2 separate regions of the Mus musculus genome follow, and region 2 is linked to region 1. Evidence: chromatin contacts called from public Hi-C data. All regions are on one chromosome and are shown on one strand. The core of a region is the stretch at or near the end of the contact, and the rest is flanking DNA. Distances in the headings are between cores, read along the strand shown.

Evidence for each region. A called contact is a pair of places that touch in the nucleus more often than the background predicts.
Region 2: a contact with region 1 is called in a Hi-C map of uterus, with 4 times the contacts expected there. The contact joins the enhancer-like site here to the promoter of Arhgap6 in region 1. A contact is called at or near these places in 2 of 39 promoter capture datasets (liver and neutrophils), 10 of 484 Hi-C or Micro-C datasets (embryonic fibroblasts, liver, myocytes and 3 more) and 3 of 115 datasets of contacts at active chromatin or transcription factors (bone marrow-derived macrophages, fibro-adipogenic progenitors and stem cell-derived neural progenitor cells).

What each region holds. Positions count from the first base shown.
Region 1 is chrX:168,789,996-168,796,814 of GRCm38.p6, forward strand. Arhgap6 (Rho GTPase activating protein 6) reads left to right here and starts at 5,104. Exons shown (of 13, transcript NM_009707.4): 1 at 5,104-6,816. The coding sequence starts at 6,226.
Region 2 is chrX:168,902,450-168,909,237 of GRCm38.p6, forward strand. The region is part of intron 1 of Arhgap6 (Rho GTPase activating protein 6); the gene reads left to right. Among named protein-coding and RNA genes, the nearest start is that of Arhgap6, 110 kb to the left of the region's middle. Within about 2 kb of position 5,377, at least 4 of the 459 cell types and tissues checked have an H3K27ac peak or open chromatin away from gene starts, as enhancers often do. A contact at or near this core is called in uterus, where this site is marked.

The DNA.
Region 1 (6,819 bases), core at 3,854-6,353:
TTCTCCTTTTAAATAAAATGTATATTAAGGTTTTAGTTAAGGCTATGTGAAAAGAAAACAAACACAAACAAGCATGGTGCCACTTTCAATACCAATTACTGGTATGGAACAATGTCTTAGATCTGCTTTTGAAAGTAAATATACATTGAAAACCATTCTTTTTTCTACTGTCTTTTTTTTTTCTTAATAGTTAGCTGATGAATTAATTCTAAGGGAGAGTCTGGTGGTTAGAGAGATGGTTGAGTAGTTTGAAAGCTGCTCTTCCACAGGACCAGGATTTGGTTCCCAGCACCCACAGGGCAGTTCACAACTGTAACTTCAGTTCTAGGTGATTTGTCTCCCTCTTCTGTCCCATTTAGTCACTGCTTATATGAAGTGCACAGACATAGATGTAGGCAAAACATTCAAAAAAAGAAGAGAAAAAAATTTTAAAAAATTTTTAAAAGAGTCTGAGGATTAATTTAATATATTCACTTCTTTATGAAATTAGCCAATGGTCAGCATCTTGTCCTTCATCAAGTATAGAATAAATGGGCATTTAACCAGAGTGGGCAATAGGACTTGAGACTGGATGAGCAAAAAGAGTCAGAAGAGAAAAATTGTATGCTCTGAGTAAGAATGATGATACCATACTTTATGAGGACTGCAACACAAACTTAATACTCAGGTAGAAAAGAACATATTTAAAAATACTCTTTTAACAAATGTATTATTACCAGTTATTGTTGTTAAGACAGGGTCTCACTGTGTCTCCCTAGCAGGTCTGGAACCCAAAATGATCCATCTGCCTCTGCCTCCTGAGTGCTGGAAGTAAAGATATAGAATACCATAGCAATCACACTTACTATACTGAACTAACAAAAACACCACACACTAGATTAAGGTTCCAGTGGTGAACTCTATACACTCAGAACGACCATTCTAAAGGTAGGAATCTTCCCTTAGGGTTATTTATTTGTTTATTTATTTACATCCATTCCAACTGTTGCCTCCTCCCTGTCAACCCTCGAAGAATTCCTTCCCCTTTTCCCCTCCCTTTCACCTCTAAGAGGGCAGATCCCCCCAGCAACCCCCCCCCCGTATTCCCCCAACATAGTGTATCAAGTCTCTACAGGATTAGTTGCATCCTCTCCCACCGAGGTCAGACATGACAGCCCTCTGTCTGCTACCTATGTGTTGGGACCTTGAACCAGCTGGTGTGTGTGCTCTTCAGTTGGAGCTCAGTCTCTGGGAGCTCCCAGGAATCCAGGTTAGTTGGCGCTGTTGGTTCAATCCTTCCCCTAATTTTTCCATGGGGATCCCCGACCTCTGACAAATGTTTAACCGTGTGTATCTACATCTCTCAAAGGGCTGCTATGCTAAGGTCCTGTCTCTGCCTGCTGTCCCGGGCACACCAGCTTGTTAGTTGGAGACCTTGAAGGTTTCCATGGGTAGGTGGACAGGAGGATCTTGGAGTCCAGCATGGCTGTTCCAGACTAAGGAGCCAGGCCAGAGCTAGACAATCAGGTTTTCTACTTTTATTATTAATTATATTTTTCTTATTGAGTTATGTGCCAATGAAAATGTGTGCATATAAAAATGGGCTAATATACTGTTAAGTAAAATGAAATAATAATAGTTATAAGAAAATGAATTGGCTTAGAATGTATAATCTTAATTTAGGTGACCTAAGCTCAGAAGAAAAAAATGCATGTTCCCCCTCATGCAGATCCTAGCCTAGAAACTATACATGTTTATATGTTAAGAACTAAGTGCATATATGTTAAGAACTAAGTGTTATTTCCAATAACATGTAGGAAAGAGACCGCAAACGGGTAACAGATGACAGAGATGGGTCAAATACAGGCAAAAAGTCAGAGTCATAGAAGAGGGTTAATTAATTAATGCTAGTGGCTTTTTTAGTGTCTTGCCAACTCTGTTATAGTCTCCCCCTCCTCCTGCTCCTCCTGCTCCTGCTCCTTCTTCTTAGGGGTAAGTACCACCACAAAATATTTTTAATATCAAAAAATATAAATGGTTATCTTACAAAAATATTTCATTATAGAACCATTGCATTTGTTCCTGTGTTTTGAAAGCACAAATAAACACACTAGCTAACTTTCCCCAAGGAGCTCCACATTAATGAATATAGCTACTCACCAAACAAAAACATTTTGGCCAAAGATGGATCCTATGTATAACATTCTATAAGATATTAATGGAGCTGAAAACATTGATTACTGCATTGATGCTACTGTGCAATTCCTCATTTGATTGTGTATGGTCATATGGATATAGTTCAGCACTTGGGAGGCAAAGAGCAGAGGACTGAAGATTAGGGACTAGCCTGGGCTACACACGACCTTGTCCCCCCAATAAAAACAAAACCAACAATCCCCAGTTGAACATACCAAATTATGTTCACTACCTTTATATACCATACTTTCCAATGATAAGGAATTGTGCATTTACTACATTATTCTTTAATTAAATAAAAATAAAATGTTTACTATAAATCAAGATGTCATGTTATATATCAAGATGTCATGTTACATTGGCAGCAGCCTCACACATTACAAATTTATCACATTTCTCGGTTGCCCCAAGATGCCATTTCAATTGACCAATTTATACCATTTATGTCTGCATACACTCTATGGTGTCCACACAATTACAAACCACTTCTTAACCCATGTCCACTGGTAAGCCACCAATGAATATATTTAAAAGAACTTACTGTTCCCAAGTGTGAAGCAACTTCCAGGTTAATGGTAGGTCAGGGCCTGTTGTCTGCTCTAAGCCCTAGAAGTGGTGATAGAAAAAGAGTCGTTCTACTTGTTGGCTCTCCATCCATGACGAGAAATGCCGTTGCACCTATATGACACTTCTATTCAGCCAGCAGTCCTGGTGGGGTACATTTTCAACCTCACAGTCATCCCAGGAGCTTAGACAACCAGAACATATATATGAATTAGACATTACATTCACAGCTGCCTGGAGTCACAAGGGGTCCCCATAAAGTGTGACTCTGTTAACCATCTACTCTGAATGCCAAGACTCAATGAGGCATAACCATGCAATGAAGCATAACTATGCAGTGTTATCTTAATGCTGGGGACTATTTCAGGTAGGTGTTTCCAGCCTAAGTGAAATGTTATGAGACATTGTTACCAAAGAAAGGGCATGCAAGACCCACCCACATTTACTTGTACTGAAATTCTTTAAGGAGGCTGAAGATAGTTAATCTTACCAACTCCCAAAGGTGATTCGGTATACTTTTGTTAGTAGGCCGTCAAGTGATTTTAAGTGTTGTAGCCTCTTTCAGAATAGCTCATTGACGACTGCAGAAAATGCTTGAGATATGCCAAGGAACCAGAAGAGGCAACAGCCCAGAGATAGGAATTTTTAATCTCACATTCTATTTTCAGGCAGCAGAGCCAGTCAGGATGGCCTACACCTTAAATTCCAAGATGGGGGAGACAGAGGAAGGAAGATCTCTAGGGAATTCAGCAAATTTCAGGCCAGCTGGGGCCTGACCAAATTTAAAATAACAATAGGCACTGTCTTAGTGACCCAAAGCAATATAGGTCATAGTCCATTATCAAAGGAAGTCTGGGCAGGAACTCAAGTAGGGCAGCAAACAGGAGGTAGAGGTACGAGCTGATTCAGATGCCATGAAAGGGTGCTGCTTACTAGCTTGCTCTACATGGCTTGCTCAGCCTGCTTGCTTATAGCACCCAGAACTACCAGCCTAGAGATCTATCTCCCTGACCACAATCAGCAGGCAGAAGGAGGGAGGGTGGAGCAGGGGGTGGGAGTGGGGCATGGTGCTCCAGAATCAATCACTAAATAAAAAAATGCCCCACAGTCTTGCCTACAGCCCAATCTCATGGGGGCATTTTCTCATTTGCTCTCAACTGAGGATTTTTCCTCTCTGATGACTCTAGCTTATATCAAATTAACATAAAACTAGCCAGGACAGTCACCCCCTACTGCCCTCCCCCCACAGACACACACACCACAAAACACCCAACGAAACAAACAAACAAACCCTTAAACAAATCATCTTTACCCAGAAGGTTATTTCCATTCAAGCTAACACAGGAGTGCTGCCTCCTGCATTCGCAAAGAGAAATACAGGCTACAGGAGGAATCAGAGTAGGATGTCCCATACTTTTGTGTAGGTGATAAATTTTCCTGCTAATTAGATTCCATGACCTGCCTTCTCCTAATCAATAAATACAAACTATTGAGTAGTGGATAGTAAATCACCTAGGAAGTTCAAGGTGGCATTGTCAAAAGGCACAGTAAAGTAACCCACCTCTGCATCCAGCATCAAAGGTATAAGCGCTTCTATAAATAAAACTTGAGCAGTTGCTGGTATTTACACAAGGCTTGTGTCAAACACTCGTATTAATAACTCCGTTATACGCTTTTAAAAGAAATGACGTTTCATTTTTTATTTGTAGTCAGTTATCATCACTCCCACATATTTTGGTTTTGAACAAACAGAACCACAAGAAGTCACTTATTTCCAACATTCGGACCAATCCCTGCAGTCCCTGCAGAGATGATTTTAAGATGCCTAGCAAAATTTAAGTGTGACATCAGAAAGCCCCAGGAGAGGCAGGCAAGGCTTTATAGATTTATAGATTCCATGAGTGGGCAAGTGAGAGAAACTGCTTCAGGTCCGTTTCCAAGCCTGGACTGCTGACTATGACTTCTGTGTTTATCAGTTACCCAAGATTTGGCAGCTGAGCCCTGTGCTCAGGAGCTTTCTGGGGCGACCCCGGAGGCCAGTTAACTTTAGTTGGTGTCAGTCTCCACCCGGACCAAGCTCTGTTCACCTCTCCTACATAGAACATATCTACACACGTGCGCAGGACCCTGACACGCGAGGACTCTCCACCAAAAAATAAAAAATAAAAAGGCGGGGTTGTGGGTGGGAGAAAAGAAAGCAGGGGATTTAACTCTAAGTTCAGAAAAACCGTCCAGAGCTGCGGGTCTGACACCAGTGGGTGGGGTGCAATCTGACACTCCCCTTCCTTTTGCAGAAACGTGTGTGGAGACCGCGAGCCCCTGGCTTGGGGGGAGGGGAGTCGGGGGGGGGGGGAGTAGGTCCGCACTTCCGTCCTCAAGACTTTCTCCCTAGAGGCCGGGTATCAGAGACCAGCTGCTGGCTCTCTGAGCTACTTCCCAGGTTTGGCGCCTGGAAAAGTTCACGTTCTGCATTCTCCTGCTTCTGGCTCCGCCCCGGCTCCAGACCCTGCGTTCTTCTGGCCTTACCCGGGACGGGCCACCCCTTTCCCCGCTGCCTCTGGCGCGAGGGTGCTGGGACATCTCTGAGCCAGCTCTGGGCCCAACCAAGGTTGGCAGCAAATATCAAGTGTCGCTCTTCTAGAGGAACACGGATACTCGCTTCAGAGACTGTCTTCTGAGCGCAGACCTTTCTGAGTAGTGCTGAGCGCAGCGGGGGAGTTCTTTGACACCGTTGTCGCTCAGTGCTTGGAAGGCCCGGGACGCAGCACATATGGTGTCCCACTGAGTCAACAGCGGGACTGCGCGGGAACGTGAACTTGGAGACACTTTGGAGCCTCGTCAATCAGAAAGGGGGACTTAGCAACCCAGCTGATCCCCCAAAGCACAGCCGCGGTCCCCAAGTTACCAAGAAGGTGCACTGGGGGCGCAGCCGGACAGCTGAGCTGGGGTGCTCCAGAGGACTTTTCACTGCGCCGGGAGCACCAAGGATCCGCTCAGGGCGGACTCTCAGGCAGCCTCCTCCCTAGCCCTCGGGATTGTCCTCAGGCCACGAGGAGGAGCTTGCTGGTGATTTCGAGGCTGTCCGGAGCCAGAGAGCCGAAGCGCAGTGTCTCCCGCCTTCAGCTGGGAAGGGGGAGTGGCGCTGGCGGGTTGGAGCTGAGATCTCAGCTAGTCACTGACCTCCTTCCTCCTCTTCCTTAGCCTCTTTGAGACTTGGACTCCTGAGGAAGATTCTAGAGACGGTAAAGGGACCTGGACCTCTTGTTTCCCAAAAGGCTGGGGATGGAGCTCCTGTTTCTGCCTCCGCAGGGACACTTGGAGTGCGCTGGTGGCGCGTGAACGGGGCACTGCTTTCTACCTTCCTCGGCGAGCCCCGCCTGGCAGTTTTCCCCTACTCTACTTTGGCCACTTGTTTTCTCAGGTCACAGTCTCCCGCTATCTAGGAGGGAAGACAAGAAGGTGGCCTTCAGACCCAGCCCTGCCGAGATGTCCGCGCAGAGCCTGCTGCACAGTGTCTTCTCCTGCTCCTCGCCCGCGTCGGGCGGCACGGCCTCGGCCAAGGGATTCTCCAAAAGGAAGCTGCGCCAGACGCGCAGCCTGGACCCAGCTCTGATCGGTGGCTGCGGGAGCGAGATGGGCGCCGAGGGCGGCCTGCGGGGCTCCACAGTAAGCCGCCTCCATTCTCCACAGCTCTTAGCAGAGGGTCTCGGTTCCCGCTTAGCTTCTTCTCCCCGGAGTCAGCACCTTCGGGCTACCCGGTTCCAGACTCCGAGACCTCTGTGCTCGTCTTTTTCCACACCAAGTACCCCGCAAGAAAAGTCGCCTTCTGGCAGCTTCCACTTTGACTACGAGGTCCCACTGAGTCGCAGTGGTCTCAAGAAGAGCATGGCCTGGGACTTGCCTTCTGTCCTGGCCGGGTCCGGGTCCGCTAGTAGCCGCAGTCCCGCAAGCATCCTCAGTTCCTCCGGGGGAGGCCCCAATGGCATCTTCTCTTCTCCTAGGAGATGGCTCCAGCAGAGGAAGTTCCAGCCTCCACCTAACAGTCGCAGTCACCCTTACGTCGTGTGGAGGTCCGAGGTA
Region 2 (6,788 bases), core at 4,127-6,626, 110 kb after region 1:
GTGATATGAAAGCGTGTGGTAGATGGAAAATGAGTGAATTTAAGTGTGATCTACGTTTTGCTGTTAAATTTTTTATCCAGAGATGGTTCTTTGATTTCATTTTGAAGTGTAGAGAACAATGAAGAAAGTTATACAATGGAACAAGGATGAGTGTTGCTACTAACATGTTCTCAAGTATCACTCTGACAATTTCCAAGCTGTCCTATGGCCCACCTGTTTTTACCAGGAAAGCTGATTTCTCCCAGCAAACTGGGTAGTGCTAATGCTATTTGGTTTTGAATAACTGGCAGTTTTCTGAAGTTTGAACATTTCCTCCTGCATATCCACTGAAAAGTGTCCCACACAAGCTTTAACCTCCGTGTGACACTAATTATGAGTCCTAGATTTCAGTGTACAAGACAACCATTTTCATTAGACACTAATGACTAGGGACTGAATGCATCTCATTGCTTGTTTTGGGAAATTATATGAGTGCTGCTGTTGTTTTGTTTTGTTTTATTTTGTTTGCAACATCATCATGCCCTTTGTTGTACAATCGAAGTACAGCAGTAGACTTAAACAGTTGAATAGACAGGACTTGTATAAACACTAGATATCTCCTGCCTTATCTTTTACAGAATCATCTGCCCAGCCCTTCTTTACAGATTATAGTGCTTCCTCTCCAACTTTGGGGATTTGGTGCCTTCCTTTCTGAAGTTGTGGAGGGGTTTGTATTATTACTTTCCAGAATGTAGACTCTAAAATTAGCCAACCCTTAGCATTTTAAGAACACATATGGTTGTTGGATGGATTTGACCTTCTAATACAGATTGTTCATTGAGCAGACAGTAAATGAACACCAGTCCTGTTTAAGCCTAGGACTACAAAAGCAAAAGCATTTTCTGCTGTTAAAAAAAGAGGAACAAAAACAAAACAATGAATGTGTCAGCTAGTGGTTGACACACATAAATAAATCAGTGATTACAAAGAAAGAAGGCGTAAGAGAGACTGTTGTGGGAGAACATTATGTTGAGGGACAAGAAAGACTTGCCAGCATAGGGAAAATAAAGTTTCGAAAAAGTTGGATAAAAAGAAAGTATTCTGGGTAGGCAGAGGGTACACTTAGCAGGTATTATGGTGTTAAGCTCTTAAGTCCCTTTAAACAGACGGTAGCAATATAAATATGGACAACAGAGAACAATGGGGCTTCTTCATGAGGAATCAAGAGGACTTAAAAGGTTCAAGTAGTATTACCTCATCCTTCCATACAAATAGAGAGCACCGAGTGTCCATAAGCTAGAGATTGCTAGAGCAGTATGTAAGACTCTGATCTTCTAAAGTAGCTGTTGCTGGAGTAGCTGCTGTTGGAGGAACTAATACTATCTGTGATCTCCTGTCATATAGGCTGAAATGATCTATGGGGTCAGCAGACAAGTTGCCAGATCAAGAATAACAGGTCCTCCTAAATCCCCAAAACAGGTGGAGAGATTTGTGTTATTTTCCCCCAGAAATCTCTATGGTAGTAAGTGGGGGAACATCTTCATAAGAGTGGAGAAAACTTCTGCTTTTCAAACTCAAGTGAAATGCCTTTTTCTTAGAAGGGTAACACGATTTGATAGTGTCCTCCTGATCCTCTGCAGCCAGATAGAGTTCAAACCAAGAGAAAAGAAAACAAAAAGCAAATTCTGCCCATTCCTTTGCCAGAGAGAAGTGTTATATGATTTTTATTTGCATCCTGAATGTTCCTTGGAAAAGAACATGACATTTGGCAGTGTCTGAATGCCTGTTGACAATCTTCCGACATCCTTTGCTGTTTCCATTGCCTCACTCAGCACTAAGACGCTCATGCTTTCCAGTCAATGATGAAGCCCAGATGTTATGGATAAACCACAGGCTTGGGGGTGGGGAGTAAGCAAACACCAATAATAAATAATGCCTCAAGGTCAAGCTGGGGCCCCCTCCAAAGTGCCATGACGGTCAGGTTTCATCATTTCCCAAGCAGATTGCTTGGATTTTCATTTTGGCACTGAATGTTACAGAGCATGGAGCCTTGTGAATGGTAGCTCCATCCAGATTCTAACTTGGTCATTCGGCATGTCTTGTGTTGGGTCTACCCTCCTCTTCTGTGTGGGGGAATTTAGAGAGTCTAGCCTTAGTCTAGGTTCTTTTCCATCTATATAAGTAATTAGAAGGCCTGTTAATTAGCCTTCATCATAAATTGGAGATTAGGATGTGTTCCAAAGTTAGCCTAGGTTTTGTTAACGGGTTGTAGGTGAGAAGCTGTCTTTCTTGAGATTTGATTCCAAAGTCCCAATTTACGTTGTGGCATCTGTAATATTTATTCTATGTAGAACTGGCATGATGTTCCTTACCATGGGAATAGTTGCTTGATCAAGTTCCTTGTGCTTTCAGGGTTTTTCATGATAACTAAAACTGAAATGACTCAGGAGGCTCATCGTTGGAGAGAGGCAGTGCCCCTCCCGTTATATTTCAAAAGGGTTGGTCTTGAAATGATACTGTTTATGAGTCAGCTCCCATAATATCTCTTTTCATGGAATTTTTCATTGTGCCTTAAAAAAAAAAAAAAACCTTTTCAGTACAAATAAAAAGAAACTTGCAATTTGAGAGATTTTGTTAATCGTGCAGGCTTTTGGAGCCATTTGCAACCCATACAAACTCTTGGCATATTATTTCTGTTGCCGTGTTGGGACTGCTATCTTTTCTCATCATGAGTAATGGTACATTCATGCTGCGTTCTATTCATAGCTGTCATACTGTCTGGAAAACTTTGATCAGCTTCCAGAAAGGACTTTGACATGGGTGGAAGGATTTATAGAGGTATTACCTTCTTGGAAGGAGCCATTTTTCAGTTACCAATCTCTCCTCTTCCTCATTCCTTCCTTGTTTGTTAAAGATCAAGAACTCCATTTTCAACACCTTTATGTTGCCTTAGGATCACCGTGTCTTTGTACCCTTCCTTACCAATGCCTGATGGTAGGCAATATATTTACTGTAGGAGAGAGAAAAAGAAAATATCAACTTCTTTCAGTGAGAATTGAATTTACTGAGCAAAATATGAGCGTACAGATATGGATGAGACATGGTCTCTATGTTTGTGAATTTTAGAACCCAGTGAATAGGGAGACAGTCACATAAGAAACAATAAACAGTATGCTCTAAAGTGCCAAAGACAAGGAAGTGAAATTATTTGTATATCAGAGGAGGAATTTCAGATTTTAAGATTTAAATTTGCCAAAATGAGGACAACCTAATAATCAGATCGTAACATAATGAACTCCAATAGCTTGACCCAATAGGAAGCTGTCTATAGTCTGGGAAGGAGCTCCTTTCATAGGTCAAGTTGCCTTGCAAGCCCTACCAAACTGCACAGAAATCAGATGTTCTCCCGACTCTGACTGCATACACCCAGTTCTCCCTTAGAAGAAAGTGATTTTGGATTATGGCTTACTCCTCAAGAATGAACATTGGTCATTGTTGAAAATAGCAACATTTTGAAAACGGTCATGGTGATGATGGCGATGATGGTCATAATGGTATTGAAGATTGTGGTAGTGGTCATGATGTTTATAGTGATATTTTCATAGCTGCTAATGATCTTCTAAAAGTAATTTAAAAATATTTATTTAATTTTTATTTTATGTTAATGAATGTGAATGTTCTGCCTGCATTTATGTCTGTGTACCACATTGCATCCATGGCCTATGGAGGCCAGAAGAAGGTGTCAGATTTCCTGCAACTGGAGATGAAAATATTTGAGTGTGTGTAGTGGGAATTGAACCCTGGCCCTTTGGGAGGGAAGCCAGTCCTCTTAACCACTGAGAAATCTCTCTAGTCCCAGGTACCAGTGATCTTAATTATAATAACAATAATAATGAAACAGAGCCTGCCTCTTACTTTTGTGTGATTAGTATTTAGCACAAAAGTGAGGATTTTAAAAGGCATATTGACAATGTAGTGAATACTCACTATTTCCCACTTAAATGTGACATAGGGGACACTGACCCTCATCTCCATCACTCCACAGCCGGCTTTTGCTTCCTCAGCATAGCACCCATATTTCTTGCTTTGGCAGGTGTACTCGGCCCTCCTCTGATAGTATCTCTCTTTGCTGACTTGCTTTTCTTGCAATGCTCCTTCCCTCACATTCCAATCTCAGAGTTTCTGCATGCATTCTTCAATCTCCCTCGAGTGCTTTCCCCAAGAGCATCAATGAGACTCACATCTTTACTTCCTTTAACTTACACTTAAATCTTGATTCACTTCTCAGAGGAGCACCTTTGTTCTTTCTTTTCCCCTTGCCTCCTTCCCTTTCCTGTAACTTATTTTCATGCCTTAATGTATGTGTCCATTGTGAACCCTTGACTCACTGTTGCTAAGGGATCACTTCCTGAGGTTAATGCCTTTATTTTCTTCAGTTATTCTTCAAGATCAGAGAAGACTATATGGTGCAAAGATGCAACTTTGAATGGGATCAATGAATTGTTTCTACCTCTAGAAGACATGTGTCCAGTTCTGGCTTGTATTTCCAGGTCGTTCCTTCCAATCTATCATGTCTTATCACCCTGTGAATTGTATAGACCAATGGAGGACATACATTTTATCAGCTCCTTATGCCAAGTGGAGACCAGCCAGACTCACGCACATTGTGGTTGCTCAATGGATGCCTGTTTGTTGCTATCTTATCTAAAAGGCACAGTATAATGGGATGGCTCTTCTTCCTGGCTTTGCCTCACCAGTTTCCAGCCTGTTTCTTTCCCATCTTGCTTTGTTGGAATGTCATCACACAGAGGGCTTTCTTGTGCATTAAACATCTTTGGAAAGCATAGACAAAAGCAATTCTTTCTCCACTCAGAGAATGCAAGTTAACCTTGTATTATTCATACTAATAACACCAAAGACCAAGTACCAAAACGGCTATAAAAGCCCGAGTATTTTTTTTCCTACTTTTGATGAAATGCAGGTTCTCTATAAAAAGAAACAAATCCTGAACTTCAAAAGATCAAACAAAATAATTCTTACAAGCAACTTTTTGTTGATTACATTCAAGCTATTCTGGTTAGATTATGGTTTGGCGTGTTTGTAGGAGTGTTTGAATATGGTGCATGTTATGAACTTGATGCTCTTGATGATCCTTTCTGAAATAGTTAAATCAATGTTGCTATTCACCTTTGGCTCCCTGTCACTGCCTCCCTTACCCAGAGGATGGAGGCAAGTTCCTTGCCAGTTGCAGCTGGCCCGTGACTTGCTGACACATTTTTTTTCAGGAACTAATTGCACAATACATGTTGATCTTCTTGTTCTTCCTTTCCTTATTCATCCATTTGGATCCTTTTTCCTTTCCCCCACCGGACACTGACTCTCCCTTTATTCCCCCTCCCCCACCCTTGGAATTTGGGAAGCCATTCTAGGCTCTAGTAACTTAGTGCTGAATTGCTTCAGGCTTGTAAAGGCTCTGCATTTCTAATGAGAAAGGATTGTTACTATTGGTTCTGAGATCTCACTCCTAGCCAACAGTTTTCTTTACAAAGATTCAAGATCTATGAATGTAACTCAGTTGGCAGAGTGATTGTCTAGCATTCAGGAGGCCCTGGGTTCAATCCCCAGCAACCTGCAAAACCAAGCAGGACTCTGCTATAACTTTAATCTCAAACTGCAGAGGTAGAGTCAGGAGGATCATTTAAGGTCCTAGTGACTTGAAGGCTAGTGGGGGATGGTCCATCTGACTTTGTCTTAAAGACTAAACAAACAGCTCTCCCCAGCCAAAACCATCACGAAGAGAAAACTATTTGAAGCAAGTATTTTCTTTCTTAATCATTTAATATTGACTTTTCTACCTTTCAATCCTTCCTTGTGATTAAACTTTAAACAAACATGTTCGTAAAGCTTTCTTCACAGAATATATTTTTAACTAAGCACCACCATCTCAACTGTATAGCAAATATTCCTTTTATACCTGAAATTCCAAATATACAGTGAAATGAATAAATCAAGCTAAATACTCTACATTACTTCAAATAGTCAATTTTCCTTTTTTTCATATGACAATATTTAAAATCTATTCAGTTCAAGATCTTCAAGCACATAACACATTGCTCTTAACTATAGTCACTGCATGCACCATAAATATCTTAAAATTATTGTTCTTTCTGACATCATATATGCTTTGATTACCATTTCCCAAATATTCTTCCTGTATTTTTAGCCCCTCAAAATTACAGTTCTACTCCTTGTGTGAAATAGCCCTTTTGTATTATATATATATATATATATATATATATATATATATATATATATATTCCTTGCCCTGTCTCCTTTTACCTCTTACTTAGCATACTAACATCCTGATAGTAACTGATGCTAGGGGTTCAGTGGGTATGGCTGGAGGGTTCCAGGGTTTCTTATCTTGGAACAAAGAATGGAGCAGAGATACACAGTTTCAAAAGAAGAAGTCGGTTTACTTGCAAAAGATACATTTCAAAAGGAAGAAGAAACCTGGAACAAAGAGAGAATGGTCAGTAGCTCCAGGGATCCTATTATGCAAAGAATAGGGTTGTTATGTTAGATAACTCAAGCTTTGTGGCTCATTTGCTTAGGAACAGCTTTCTTGAAAATGCTGTGTTGTTTAGTTCCATGTATAACTTCAGGTATCATATGTCATCTTAGCATTTAAATTTCTAGCCAGGGGTGTATGTTTTAGTACATAATGACCTATAAGTTATCTTCAGGTACTCTGGAATACCTCTGCATCTGTGCCAGTTGCTTCAGAAGGTTCTATCTAGAGAACTTTT